Linked DNA regions of Gossypium hirsutum: all the other regions are linked to region 3. A link is a contact called in public Hi-C data. All regions are on one chromosome and are shown on one strand. Each heading gives the region's core, a stretch centred on a gene start, on an enhancer-like site or on the middle of the called end of the contact. The rest is flanking DNA. Distances are from core to core; before and after follow the strand shown.

What was found. Hi-C and Micro-C count contacts between places; a contact is called where the count stands out from the background.
Region 1: a contact with region 3 is called in a Hi-C map of leaf, with 2.8 times the contacts expected there. The contact joins the promoter of LOC121218313 here to the promoter of LOC107901583 in region 3. A contact is called at or near these places in 11 of 34 Hi-C or Micro-C datasets (anther, hypocotyl, leaf and 1 more).
Region 2: a contact with region 3 is called in a Hi-C map of seedling, with 1.9 times the contacts expected there. The contact joins the promoter of LOC121218314 here to the promoter of LOC107901583 in region 3. A contact is called at or near these places in 3 of 34 Hi-C or Micro-C datasets (leaf and seedling).

What each region holds. Positions count from the first base shown.
Region 1 is chrD06:22,631,581-22,635,940 of Gossypium_hirsutum_v2.1, reverse strand. LOC121218313 (reticulon-like protein B21) reads left to right here and starts at 1,525. Exons shown (of 9, transcript XM_041095373.1): 1 at 1,525-2,678; 2 at 2,781-2,837; 3 at 2,923-3,025; 4 at 3,105-3,179; 5 at 3,256-3,400; 6 at 3,478-3,547; 7 at 4,335-4,360. The coding sequence starts at 1,706.
Region 2 is chrD06:22,666,542-22,670,793 of Gossypium_hirsutum_v2.1, reverse strand. It overlaps LOC121218314 (formin-like protein 13), which reads left to right and starts at 2,360. Exons shown (of 19, transcript XM_041095375.1): 1 at 2,360-3,845; 2 at 4,088-4,177. The coding sequence starts at 3,773. LOC121218315 (a long non-coding RNA gene) reads right to left here and starts at 2,106. Exons shown (of 2, transcript XR_005914546.1): 1 at 1,467-2,106; 2 at 866-1,244. It also overlaps the pseudogene LOC107901589.
Region 3 is chrD06:22,501,935-22,506,405 of Gossypium_hirsutum_v2.1, reverse strand. It overlaps LOC107901583 (bHLH transcription factor RHL1), which reads right to left and starts at 2,853. Exons shown (of 6, transcript XM_016827638.2): 1 at 2,246-2,853; 2 at 1,936-2,163; 3 at 1,800-1,865; 4 at 1,129-1,194; 5 at 926-982; 6 at 1-176. The coding sequence starts at 2,836.

The sequences.
Region 1 (4,360 bases), core at 276-2,775, 130 kb before region 3:
ATCTCTCGCCACGAGATGGTTTCACATGCTTGTTTAACAGAAAGGGGTGGGTGGGACCTTATTTCATAGTTTTAAAAATGATTTAATTATTGTTTTAGTCCTTCTCACTTAATTTAATCTTCTAACTATTGACAGAAACAATTTAAACTTACTAATACTATTATAAAAAAATTCAATCTTAATTTAAACATAAAAAATGGAAATTAGATTTCATTATATATAAAATATTTTTAGTCGCAACAACTTCCCATTTACAAAAAGCTTTTACATGTGCTAATTGGATTTCCACTGAAACATTCCTCGCTTATGCCCCACTTAACTAGATGTTAATTAAAATTTTATTTTTTTTACAAAGCGATAAATATTATTAAATTTTACATTAAATATTTTTATAAATTTATCGTGAAGGTGTAATATACGTAAAACTATTTTACCATTTCACCTAATATTTTATTTGTTTTTAAATATTTTTTTTTGTAAAAATATTTTTCCTCATAATTTGCGTGTGACATTATCTAAAATGTTGAATCATTGCAGTAGGAAATAGTACATCTCTTCCAACATATTGATTTTAACAAAATTCCAAGTTGATATTTTGATCAAAATAGTTAAATGCGATAATTATTTAAATTAACTAATTATATTATAAAAATAAAAAATAAATTATAGTACATGTATTAAAATTTAAATCTAGTAGGAACCAAAACCATAATTTTGACATTTTTGGGACTTTGTTATTCATATGCACAAAATTTGATAAGGTCCCAATTTTTTTTGTTGCCTCAGATCCAAAGTAAGCTCTTTTTCAGTAAGGACAATGTGAAATTGCAGTGTCAACTCACGGTCTTACATATCCTTTTGATACTGAAAAAGAGAGAATACTTATGCAAAAAGAAAAAGAAAGCCCTCTAATCATTGAACCCCACCATGTATGTAAAATCTTATATTTCTCTTTACCCAAAATCCAACAATAATCAAAAGGTCTAATCTTCCCTTTCAGTCCCTGTACTTTTTAGAATTTTGATATTCAGTCCTTTGTTTTTAATTTCAAGAATTTAACCTTTCTACTAGTCTAATTTAACAACTAGGTTTAATTCATGATTTAAGTCTCCAAATATAACGGTTTCTTCACTTTATTATTTAAACTCTTTTTTTTTTCTCATTTTAGTATATAAACTATTATTTTTATCTCATTTTATTGAAAAGATTATCCATAAAAAATGACACATGTTCCTTAAAAAAAAGAAAACGACATATGCCACATTTTTGTTGGACTAAAAATCAAGTCTAATTAATAAGACTATTTTATTTGAATATGTGATATCAACTTAACTTTCTTTTTTAAGTAAGAACTCTAAATATCAAAAGGCCACACATTAATAAAATTTAACAGAAATCTACCCTTTATGTTATCAATTAGAATTGTACAGGGATTAAATTTTAAAAGTCTTAAAAGAATAGGGGCTGAGAGCAAAATTAAACCCGAGTAAAAAATGAAAGAAACCCTCTCCCCCCCCCCCCCCCGCCTTCCCTGGCAATTCACTCATATATACCTCTCTTTTTTCTGTCATCGTTTGATCCCACAAAGACCTCCATTTCTTCAATTTAAAGCTTCTTATCCAATAATTGTGACATCCAGGTCCCAGTAGGAGTTGTTTCCCACAAAGGGTAAATAGAAAGTGAGATAAATAGGAGGGCAAAAGAGATGGATTCGAGCAATAGCAGAAGAACAGGAGGTAAAAGCAGTGTTGTTGCAGGCTCAGTGCGGGAAACCAGGATGAAAAGTAATGAATTCAAAGGTGGGATCAAGGTCTTCAATGAAGAAGAAAACGGCAATGGTGAGGGAAACAATGCTGGTGGTGATAAAAGGTTGAGCTTGAAGAAAGGGCAAACCTTTGGGGTTGTAGGTGTTAGTGGGAAGAGAAAGACATGGAAAAGTGAAAGCTTTGAAGGGTTGGAGAAGAACCCAATTAGGGTAGCTAAAGGAAGATCCATGGAGCATTGCAAAGACTTGAGCTTGTCTGTTGATGGGATTAAGAAGGTTTCTCCTACTCAAGTCAAGAAAGGGATTAGGGATCTTAGTAAATCTGTTGATGGAATTGAGAGAACCCCAATTCATAGTAAGAAGTTAAGATCTGATGTTGCTAAAAAGGGTGTTGAGATGAGCAGCAAAGATGGTATTGAATCAGGCGAGGGATTAGAGGGGAATTCAGTGAAGGCCTCAGCTCAATCTTGTGATGAAAATGGAAATGATGATAAAGTTTTAGTTTTTGATGATGAAAAGATTGAAGGGAGTGACAAGGACTCAAATGAAAACTTGAAGGATGAATCTGACTGTGAGGAGCATTGCAAAGAGTGTGGTGTGTGCCAAGAAATGGTCATTTCAAGCAATGGTGATGATGAAGAAGATGAAGAAATGGAGGAAGTTGGGGATGAAAAGACAAGCTTTGACATTAAGGAAATGAATGTACCAGAGGTGGAGAAGAAGCCTAACAAAATTGCTAATGAAATAAAGCCCAATAAAGCTGTTAATGAAGTGAAAAAGTTGCAAGAAGATAACAAGCCTAGCAAAGTTACTAATGGAGTGAAGAAAACTAGCCAATTCCCTATCAAAGCTGCACCATTTTCTCCAACTCTGAACAAGCAGCCACCACCAGTTGTAAAGCATGCTACCCTTTGTAAGTTTTGTGTTCCCATTTGATGCTATATTGAGATAAGCAACTCTTTTTTAGTGCTAAATGAATGTTGCTAATGGCCTTATTGCTTGGAATAAATTGCAGATGACGATTACCATTATCAAAGTTTCCCACAAACTCAGAACCAATTGCACAATTTAGGTACATTTAACTGATTCCATTCCTTGGAAACAACATCAATGAATTCCATAGCTGCAACTTTATTAAACCCTTTTCATCTTTTCAGTTGATTTAGTAATGTGGAGGGATGTATCGAAATCGGCATTAATCTTCGGGGTCGGAACATTCATCATCATTTCATCATCTTACACACAAGACCTCGACATCAGGTCTCACATTTGTCATCCTTTTTCCTTTCTAATCTTTTTTGAGTCCATCACTAAAACTCCTTGTTCAATGTTTCAACAGCTGCATTACAGTAACTTCCTATGTGGGACTTGTTTACCTTGCTGCTATATTCCTTTACAGATCAATCATCTGCAGGTAAACACATTGCATTAGATGCCATTAATGAACGAATAAAGACCTTCCCCCCCCCTAACTTTCTATGATAATGCAGGGGAGTTGTGGATGTAGATGAATCAAGGTGTGTGGTTGGAGAAGAAGAAGCAATTTGGGTACTTAAATTGGTTCTTCCTTATTTGAACGAGTTCTTATTAAAGCTGAGAGCACTTTTTTCTGGTGATCCTTATACTACAATGAAGGTAAATTTCCCATTGTTTTTTTTCAACCATTTGGTTTTGATTTTTAAAGAAAGTTGATCAATTGGGACCATTTGCAGTTGGCAGTGCTACTGTTTGTTTTGGCCAGATGTGGCAGCTCCATAACTGTCTGGAAAATGGCTAAATTGGGTAAGGTGTTTTTTTTTTCTCTTGGTTGAGATCATGAGTTTTAGGTCAAATTATATTTTGGTCCCTCGATTATACTCAAATTTGATATTTAATCCTTATTAGCATAATTTGACATAATTCAATCTTTTACTTTTGCAACAATTTGTCATATACACAACAATATGGGTGAAAAAAATATTTGACATAAATTTTTTTATTTAAGAAAAAATAATATTTAAAATAATTATTTCTTAAAAAAAATTGAAGGTAAAGGCTAGATATTTAAAATAAATTATTTCTTAAAATAAAATTTAAAATTAAAACACTTAATTAATCCAGTTTACTTTTGAATTTTACAAATTTATTGATTTTGTTTACTTTCACCAACTGAATTGTTGTCATCAACTCAAGATATCTAACTCAGTCACACAAAGTGCAATAGTATAAATATCGATAATTATAATGGTATATATTAAAAAAATGATTTTTTTGGGTATTGGAGTGAATGGTTTTCAAAAAAAGGTTATGTCAATATTTTAATTGAAATAATTAACTATTTTGACCGAGACATTATAAAAGTAAAAAATTATGTCAAATTAAAGTACAAAGATTAAATTTAAGTTTTAAGTATAATAGAGGGATAAAGCTAAAATTTGACCTTGTAAGTACAAGCATGTTAGACAATCATGGCTGAAGTAAATAACAACTATATAAAACACAACAGTTAAATTGTTTCAGTGAAAATGAGATCTAAATGACTGCATGTTTTTACCTTTTAACTGAGGCATGGTTTTGTTGTTGATTGTAGGGTTTTTTGGAGTTTTCACTGTTCCA
Region 2 (4,252 bases), core at 1,111-3,610, 160 kb before region 3:
TTTGAAGGGTGATATATATATATATATATATAAAGTTTGTGTCTGTATATAGCTTGCTTGCTATTTCAAAGAAATGAACTGATTGCTAAACCACCAGTAGCAGATAATATAGAAAGCTAGTGTTCTGATATATTACAAAAGAAATGGCACTGATTGCTAAAAAAATTAGCTTCCCTCGGATCGAGATCGAAATTTAATTTCGTTGATTCATATAATCATCTTATATTGAGCAGAAAGGTCTAGCTGGCTTGACTAGGCCATGATCAACATATGTAACCTCTCTTATTTCCAGAACCCTAAAAGAATTAGCTCCCTTCTAAAGATTCATACACATTCAAAGTTCCCCGTCATTTTTTATAAAGAATCTCACTGATCCAACGTCGGTCTGTTTGTTCCAAAAGAACAAGAGATGCTCATTACATGTGAGCAGTTGCAACTGCTTGATTATCTTGCAGTTATAAAACTTATGACAGAACTATGAACTCATGCTTTGCCTAAAGTTTGTAGCAAACTACTTTAGTTCCAGATGAGTTCAGATCCGATACAATCCTAAACCTACTTCGAATCCCATGGGACTCTTTTTCTGGTACACCTAATCTACTAATGATAATGGTGTTTGGTCATTCATGAACCAGCTGATCCATCAAATTGTAAACCCTGCAATATTGTTGCTCAATATGTTAATCTCCTAAACCAGGAAAAAATCCCAATTCATCTAGCCCCACATACGTGAATATAATATAAGTTCTCTCTTACATAAATGAATAAAAAAATGGTAACCAAGATTAGGTTTACAATCAAGACTTAATTGTTCAAATGTCAGGATTTAGGAACATATATATAGATATAGATATAAGAAGATACTCTGAATGTTTTTTCTTTAATATTTTTTTAAGCAAAGTACTGGCAGATTAGGTCAATCTAACATGGCGGCCAAAAATCAACAGCAATTGTGCAGGAAATTTCCTCTATATTATTACTTCTTCTGTTAAATAGGGAATATGTTGAAAAATAATGATTCACCATAGGAATGAGCACTTGTGAAACTGAAAGTGATGGCTAACAGATACAGAAGAACACAAAAAAAGCAATGGACCCCAAGGTCTTAAAAATATCAAAGCATAGTAGGAGAAGATTCTTCAGAGGCAACTTCATCAAAAGCAATGTAATATAGTTCTTTATTGTGAACATGGTGGCTTGTTGTCATTATTGTCTTCATCAAACGCCAAATCCATGAAAACCTCCTTTAGATATTGTCATCAACATCAACAGCAAAGAGATGTTCATTAGCATCTTCCCAGAGAGATTCTAAATGACCAAAAAGTTGTTCTATCAACCATTTTAAAAAGAGTCACTTGGCTTTTGCATGATTTTTCTTTTTGGTAATAATATATCGAAGTTCTAATCTAACATCAACAAAAGAAGAGCAGCTTGATGAACTAAAGTTGAACTGCTGCCAATCATACCGGTCCTTGATTCTCTTGAATATACATAGGCTGCTTGAAGATTGGCATCCTTGGAGAGTATGATGGGATGAGGACACTGATATCATGGCAGAGGATCTCAACCATGTCAAAGATATAAAATTCAGCATTCTCCCTGTCTCTTAAAGGACATCGAACCAAAGAACATAAACAAGATGTTCTGTGAGAGAATGGGCAAAAGGTGATTCATCTATATATGTAAATTGTAACAGCTAATAGTGGTCCACATATATACATATGTAACAACTGATATCTGGTTATCAGCAACTATCTCCAACCATGAAAGGAGGAGCAAAGGCACCCTTGTTTAATGAAATTCTCATCAACACAATCTGGCTCAGGCCCAGAAATTCATTCAGCAGGTCCACTATGGCAAAGCATTATTTTTTAGACCATATTCAAGGCAATTTATGCGTGCAGCTTGAAGCATGAGGTATGGAAGGGAGTCTATAACATCCTTAAGGTGCAGTTGGTTCATATTATCTTACATTACATCTCGTAATATTTAAATTAAAAGTTTCTCATTTTCTTTACGGTGAAAAAGTAGATGTCCTAACTTAAAACTATATTTATTATAATTATTCATTTATTAGTATATGAATTATGATTATAATTACCATTTATAAATTTATTTTGACATCATATAGTTACTTATTAATATATAAATTATATAAAAACAATAATGATCACAATTTATTATAATTGTATGAAAAGTAAGACCAAAAATTTTAAAAGAACTAAATTTATTTTTTTAAAACACAAATTATTGCCAAGAACAATTTAGTAAAATTTGCTTTTTGTTGACTTTACATTCCGTCAACTAAACACCACAATCCTACATTCTAGTCAAATGAAGCAAATAGTAAGATACCGACATTCGACCTAGTAATTCTATTACTAAAAATAATATTACATTCCTTTAACTAAATGTCCCTTTAATGTAACATAACATATAGGGTTCATACTACACTAAATGCTAACCAAGCAAGCACAAAGGCTAACAACTCTGAGCTATATAAGACAGCCATGCATACAAACTGATAGGACTCAATCTACTAGGAAACCACTCAGCCAACATCATTTAGCTCAAGAAGCTTAGTTCATGTCCGAGATAAATTTGTTCTCATAAATCCATGTGGTTTATTTTTTGGCAAAACGGTTCACATTTGATATGGTGAACTAAAATAAAAAAGACTAGCCACTTGTCCTCTTGAAGTTCTTTCAGTCGATCATATTGCCGAGCGTTGTTCCAAGTATAAGGTAAGAAGTTAAAAGGGAAAGACTTCCATTTAGAGCAACATGGTGGCTTAATTGTTCCTAGCTTTAAAAGTTACCTCATGTCATATTTTGCAAGCAAAATGTTGTCATACCATCTGTATGTTCCTTGATTACACTATAACTTCGTACTCTCGGGGTGAACGATTCATTTTCAGAATTTCGTAGTTATTGGAATCATAGATACTAATAATTTTTACATAAGAGACTGAGACAGTATGAAAACCTGAAATTGAATTGCCATACTCAACCGGCAATGGCGTTCAAAACAAGTAATGTGTAGAACACTAAATACATCAAACTAACAAAACTAAAACCAGCAAATGAACTAGAAACTTTACTTAATAGGTCATAACTTGAACTTATTGAATGTAATGGAAAAGATTAAAAATGAGAGAGAAAGTTCTATACCTGGAGAAGAATGGAAAACAATAGTTTGACTCTTAATGACTTGGACCCTCAAAATCAAACCAAAAAAAAGAAAAGAGAGGTAAAAACAAAGAAGATTTGATGAGTCATCGAGGAAACAGAGCATGCCAAACAAAGAAACATAGAATTTGAGATTTTGCAAGCCACAGGGTAAGAAATGCAGAAAGCAAGCAACTTTAGAGCACCCTTCCCTCCTTTAGCCTGTAGAGGGTTTTTTAATCGATGGAGGAAATGTTACCAATAAGTGAAATCAAATGTATAAAGACAACAAAGGGAAGACTGGAGCAGACTCTATTCCATTAAAGTGTAACTGTAGGTGGTGGATACTAAGATGGAGAATTGGTCAAATAAACTATGCGTAATTGAGAATAAGGTTGAGCAAAAGGGTAGACTTAAGATATTTAGAAAGTGTTTAAGAGAGTTAGAATTTCCAAAATGTCAAAAAGTTGTGAAGACTCGTATCTAGAAAAAAAAAAGAAAACCCAATCCTTTTTTCCCACAAAATAAGAAAACCCGATAAACAAGTGATTTGTCGGCGAGAGACGGTGTCCACGTCAATAAAAGGATGAGCTGGTGAGTGACAAATGACATATTTTGCCTCTTACTTGTCAGCTACAAAGAAAGGTGAAACCTTTTTTGGTGTATTGCATAAACAAGGTAACATTACCCCTCTTTTTTCTCTGTTTTATCAAAAACCCAATCATTATTTTGAAGTTTACTAGAAAAACAAGAAAAAAAAAGGCACCCACCAAATCGTTTCCTTCAACATCAAGCCTGAAAGATTTAAAGAAACTGTTTACTTCAAGGGCAAGCTCTCTTTTCTTCTTCTTTGATTTGTTTTTTTTTTTACTATTTGTCAACTGTTTTTGGAGTATGATTTAGTTGTTTGTGTTTCAAAGGATTCTGGAGCAAAGACATGGGATTGTTTAGCAAACTGTTTTACAAGAAGCCGCCTGATAGGCTTCTGGAAATCTGTGAAGGTGTCTACGGTGCGTTTTTGTCTTCTTGGCTTTCTGCAATTTATGGTTTTTTTTTGGGCTTTCAGTTATCTTACCTTTTTGAGA
Region 3 (4,471 bases), core at 1,604-4,103:
CACAGACCCTTCTCTTGCAGATACTGCATGGCGGAGCCCATGTCCTCTTCCATAAGCTTGGCCACTTGGTGCTCCGTCATCGTCAGTCTGTCGTTGGCCGACGGCGTTTGGTCGCCGTTGGAATTTCGTGGATGGGACCCACCATTGGCACTTGTTTGAATACAATCGCCACCTCCCTTCAAAAGGAACAAAAAGTCGTACAACTTTTATAATTGTCTTTATTACTGAAAAAGAAAGGTCAAAATTTGGCTTTGGTCCCTCTACTTTGTTAAAATTTATGATTTAATCCTTACACATTAAATTGACATAGTTCAATCATTGTATTGTTATTAGCTAACCTAAATTATTAACACCGCTAACTATTCTCATAAAAGGCTTCAAGTTTTTAAAGAAATTTAAGGTAGATTAAAACGCTTATTGATGTGTTCAAATGAGAGCAAATATTCTCCTCGATCGGGATTTTATCTCCTAATTTTGTGGAGAAACAACATATTTAAAAAATTTTGAGTAAGGTTTGCGCTCATGCCTTACAACATATGAGATACTTATGGGTAATTATGCTACCACTTGAGCTATTGAGGTCAGTTCACTCCAAACAAATAGCACTTCAAATACTTCTCTTGATGAAGTAACATTATTAAATTAAATAGGATTAAAGTATAAGAGTTAAAACTAAAATTTTAAAAAAATAAAGGGACCAAAACCGAAATATGACCAAAAATGAAAAGGAATCTATAAAAGTGATGGCACGCGTGCTACTTTTGTTTTTGTCGTTTTTTATGTGATTGAGATATGGTCGGATTTCAGACAAGGAATGATTTAAACAAGAACAAGACAAGATTTTTCATCATAGTCACATGTAAAAATTTCTCAAATTTTTTTAACAAAATAAATTAGCGCAAATTTTAATCATGAGAGTAATTACCTCAGAAACAAGGGGAGCAACAGCAGCAGCACCACCCAATCTGCTCATACTCAGAACCTGGAAAAAGCAAAAGAAATGGATTTCAGGGATGCCCATACAACAAATTGGATTTTTAAAAAATAATGATTAATAAACACATTAAATAAATCATGTCAACCAAGACAGACTGACAGGAATCTTAATTAATAGAAAAAAATTTAAACCTTCACTTGGAGCTGGAGGAATTTGACATAGTCGATGATCTCATCAAGCATTGAAGCTTTATCTGTCTGTCAAATCCAAATCCCACATCCATTAAAATACTAATTAGTCAGTTTAAATATTCAAATTTTAATTACACACTCCTTTTTGTTTAAATTAATGGGTTTAATCCTATTTTTAGGTCTTCCACTTTGTTCAAATTGAATATTTTAATTTACTCCCTTTTTCATAATATCAGTGGCTAAATAATTAACATAATTAATTATCCGTTTAAAAGTGAGTTTTTCCTTAAAAACTATGCCCACATTAACTTTTTTTAGCATCAAAAGGATTATTTCTGAAGAAATCAAATCAATGCCTACGTTTTAACCAAACTTGCTAATGGCGAAAATCTGTAAATTTGAACATAATGGAGGGACTAAGCCATAATTTCACCAAATTAATTAATTGCAATTATTGATTTGTTTCTTTAGGCCTTTCCCAAAACCGGATGGTTTATATATAATTAAAATAAAAGAGTCAGAGAGCAATATTAAAGACACTGCACTGTGACGATTTATTTATCCTACTATCGACACCTGTCCAGCTTACGCGTAAGATGGAGTTGACCAAATGAGAGCCGGTGACCGGAGCCATTGAAGCTCCTAATCATTAAAAAAAAATGAAACTGTACCTTGTTGGCGTTGGGAACCAGTTCTTGAAGAGCTTTCATTCTCTCTGCAATTCTAACTCTACGTAGCTGCAAAACAAATCATTTTAAATCCATTTGATTTCTTGAAAAAAACTGATTTAAGAAATGTTTCTCTTACTCTTTCCGCGATACTGTGCGGGTCAGTAGCCTGACCCCTCCTTGCCCTAACTCTTTGTTTAGGCTTTTCCGGCGCCGTCACCGCTTCTCCGGCCGTCGGACCACTTCCCTGACTTTGGGTCATCTCTGTTGCTGAATTAGCCCCCACAAAGCTTTTCGCCTGCATAGTTCCATGCAAAGATCCGTCGCCAAAAACATTATACAAAGCTTGCATGGAACCCTCTCCACCCTGCAACATATTATATATAAAATCATTCATATTAATATACATGCCAATATTTATATTACCCTAAGTGAAAGCTAATGTGAACCTGATGATTGGTGGTGATTCCGCCTCCGGCGGCGGCGGAGGCAACCGTGGGTCTTCCCGCTAACATCATCTGCTGTTGCTGTTGTTGTTGTTGCATCATCAACATCATCTTCATAGCGGCAAAAGGGTTACCAGCAGCTCCGCCGTTGATTTGATGCTGTCGAAGCTTGGAAGCTAGAACCATGTCATCGTAGTTGAATCCGGCGTTATTGTTATCCTCGGGGTTGGGAGGACCCGTTTCGTCGGACCACGGGAAGGACGTGGTGGAGGAGAGTATTTGTTCTAAGAAGCTGTCGTCATGGTGGGTTGTTGAAGTGGGTGTGGGATACTGGAACTGCGATGATGATGGGACGTGGATCTGTTGATGGTGGTGTCTGTTACCGTTGATCTGAAGGTCTTGGAGAGGGATTTGTTGGGTCGGGTTTAAGAGAGAGTTCATTGCTTGCATTTCACGACTACAAGGCTGCATAATTAGGGGTTTTTTTTTGCTTTGATGATGAATGAGATTGAAGATGAAGGGACGAGTTTCTCTTTTTTTCTTTTTGCTTTGGGGTTTGGATTTACTAAATATAGAGAGGAGCTCTGTATGCATAGCTTTTGTAGTTTTGTTTTGGTATTGTTTTGGAGTTGGGATAAAGCAATATTTAGTACATGAATTTGTCAATTTTTCCAGATTGGTCCCTAAATTTTTTTAATCCACAATAAACTTTGGAGTTTGAAAAATTTTTCACTTTTCTAAATTTGGATTATGTTAAGGAATAATGATATTACACTTTGAGATTATATCTTTGTATTTTAAAATTTATACAATTTTTTTGAAAGAATTTAAGTGATGATGTGTCACATCACCATATCTTAATAGAATACAAAATTAAGAATAAAATTTACCAAAATTTAAAACTAATGTGTAAAAGAATATAAGGACCAAATTGAAAATGCCTTCAAATTTAGGGATTAAAGATTGTTGAGTTTTGAAATTTCAATGCTTTCCCTTCTTCATATCTACTTATGTGATGTTGAAAGCCAAAACTCCTTTTTCCAACAACCCACTAGAAGCGCGTGAGCCAAAGCTCATTTAAATGAACATGAAAGCATTTGTAAAGTCAAAATATGTGGCGGATTTTGTAATTGAATGAAGTTCCATATTTAAGATATATGAGTAATTTTAGTTATTTTATTAAAATTATGAGAAAATTATATTAATATGTTTGATTCATAATTACTTTATTAGAAATGTATTTTTAATTTTTGAGATTATCTCGTTAAGTCAAATAAAATATAAGTAGATTTTATTTTATTTTTTGATAATTGGGGAAGAGGAATAAAATTATTTAGGACCGAATCTAAGCTCTTATGCTTACATTATATTATTTTTGCCACTAATGTTGTTTTAAATAAACACGTATTTTAATATATTTATTTCAAAAATTATTATATGGTTAAATTTTAAATAAGTTTAATATGTATTAAGCTGCAATATAATTTAAAATTTAATCTAATACTTCCTAAAAGAATTAATAAAAATATATATTTTTTGAAACCCCTTAATAAATATATCTTATAGTAAACAAATTCTGAAAAAAAAATAGCATGTTAAAGATTATACCAATTTTTTTTAAAAATTTAAAAGATTTAATTTTAAATTAAATCTCAAATCTTATTAGCAACATATTTTGAATTATTTCCAATCATATTACAAAACTTAAATGATGATTTTAGTTCCTCCACTATGTTAAAAAAATATGCTTTACTGTTTATATTTTAATTTAATATAGTTTGATGCTTATTATTAGTTAATATAAATATATTAACGCTGTTAATTAATTATTTTTATTAAAGTGTTAACGTGGAAATTAAAAAAAATGAATCTATTATAATTATGGGGAGAGATACACTAATATAGTATATATTATTCAACTGTTATATTTCATAATCTATTCATGTAGACCATTAATGTCAAGTTTGATGTAAATTTAAAATTTCTACCTATTTTTACATAAAAAAATTTAATAATTGAATATATATTAATATATAAAGTATTTTAAATCGATATGATAAATATATTAAACCAATACAAAAAGTGTAAACTACCAAAATAATCACTTTTTTTGTACCTCAGCTTAGATTTTAGTCACTTGTGTTTAACATGTTATGTTTTAGTTACTTATGTTAATGTGTTGTAATATTTTAGTCAATTGTCGTTAACGGTGTAACAGTAAGCTGACAT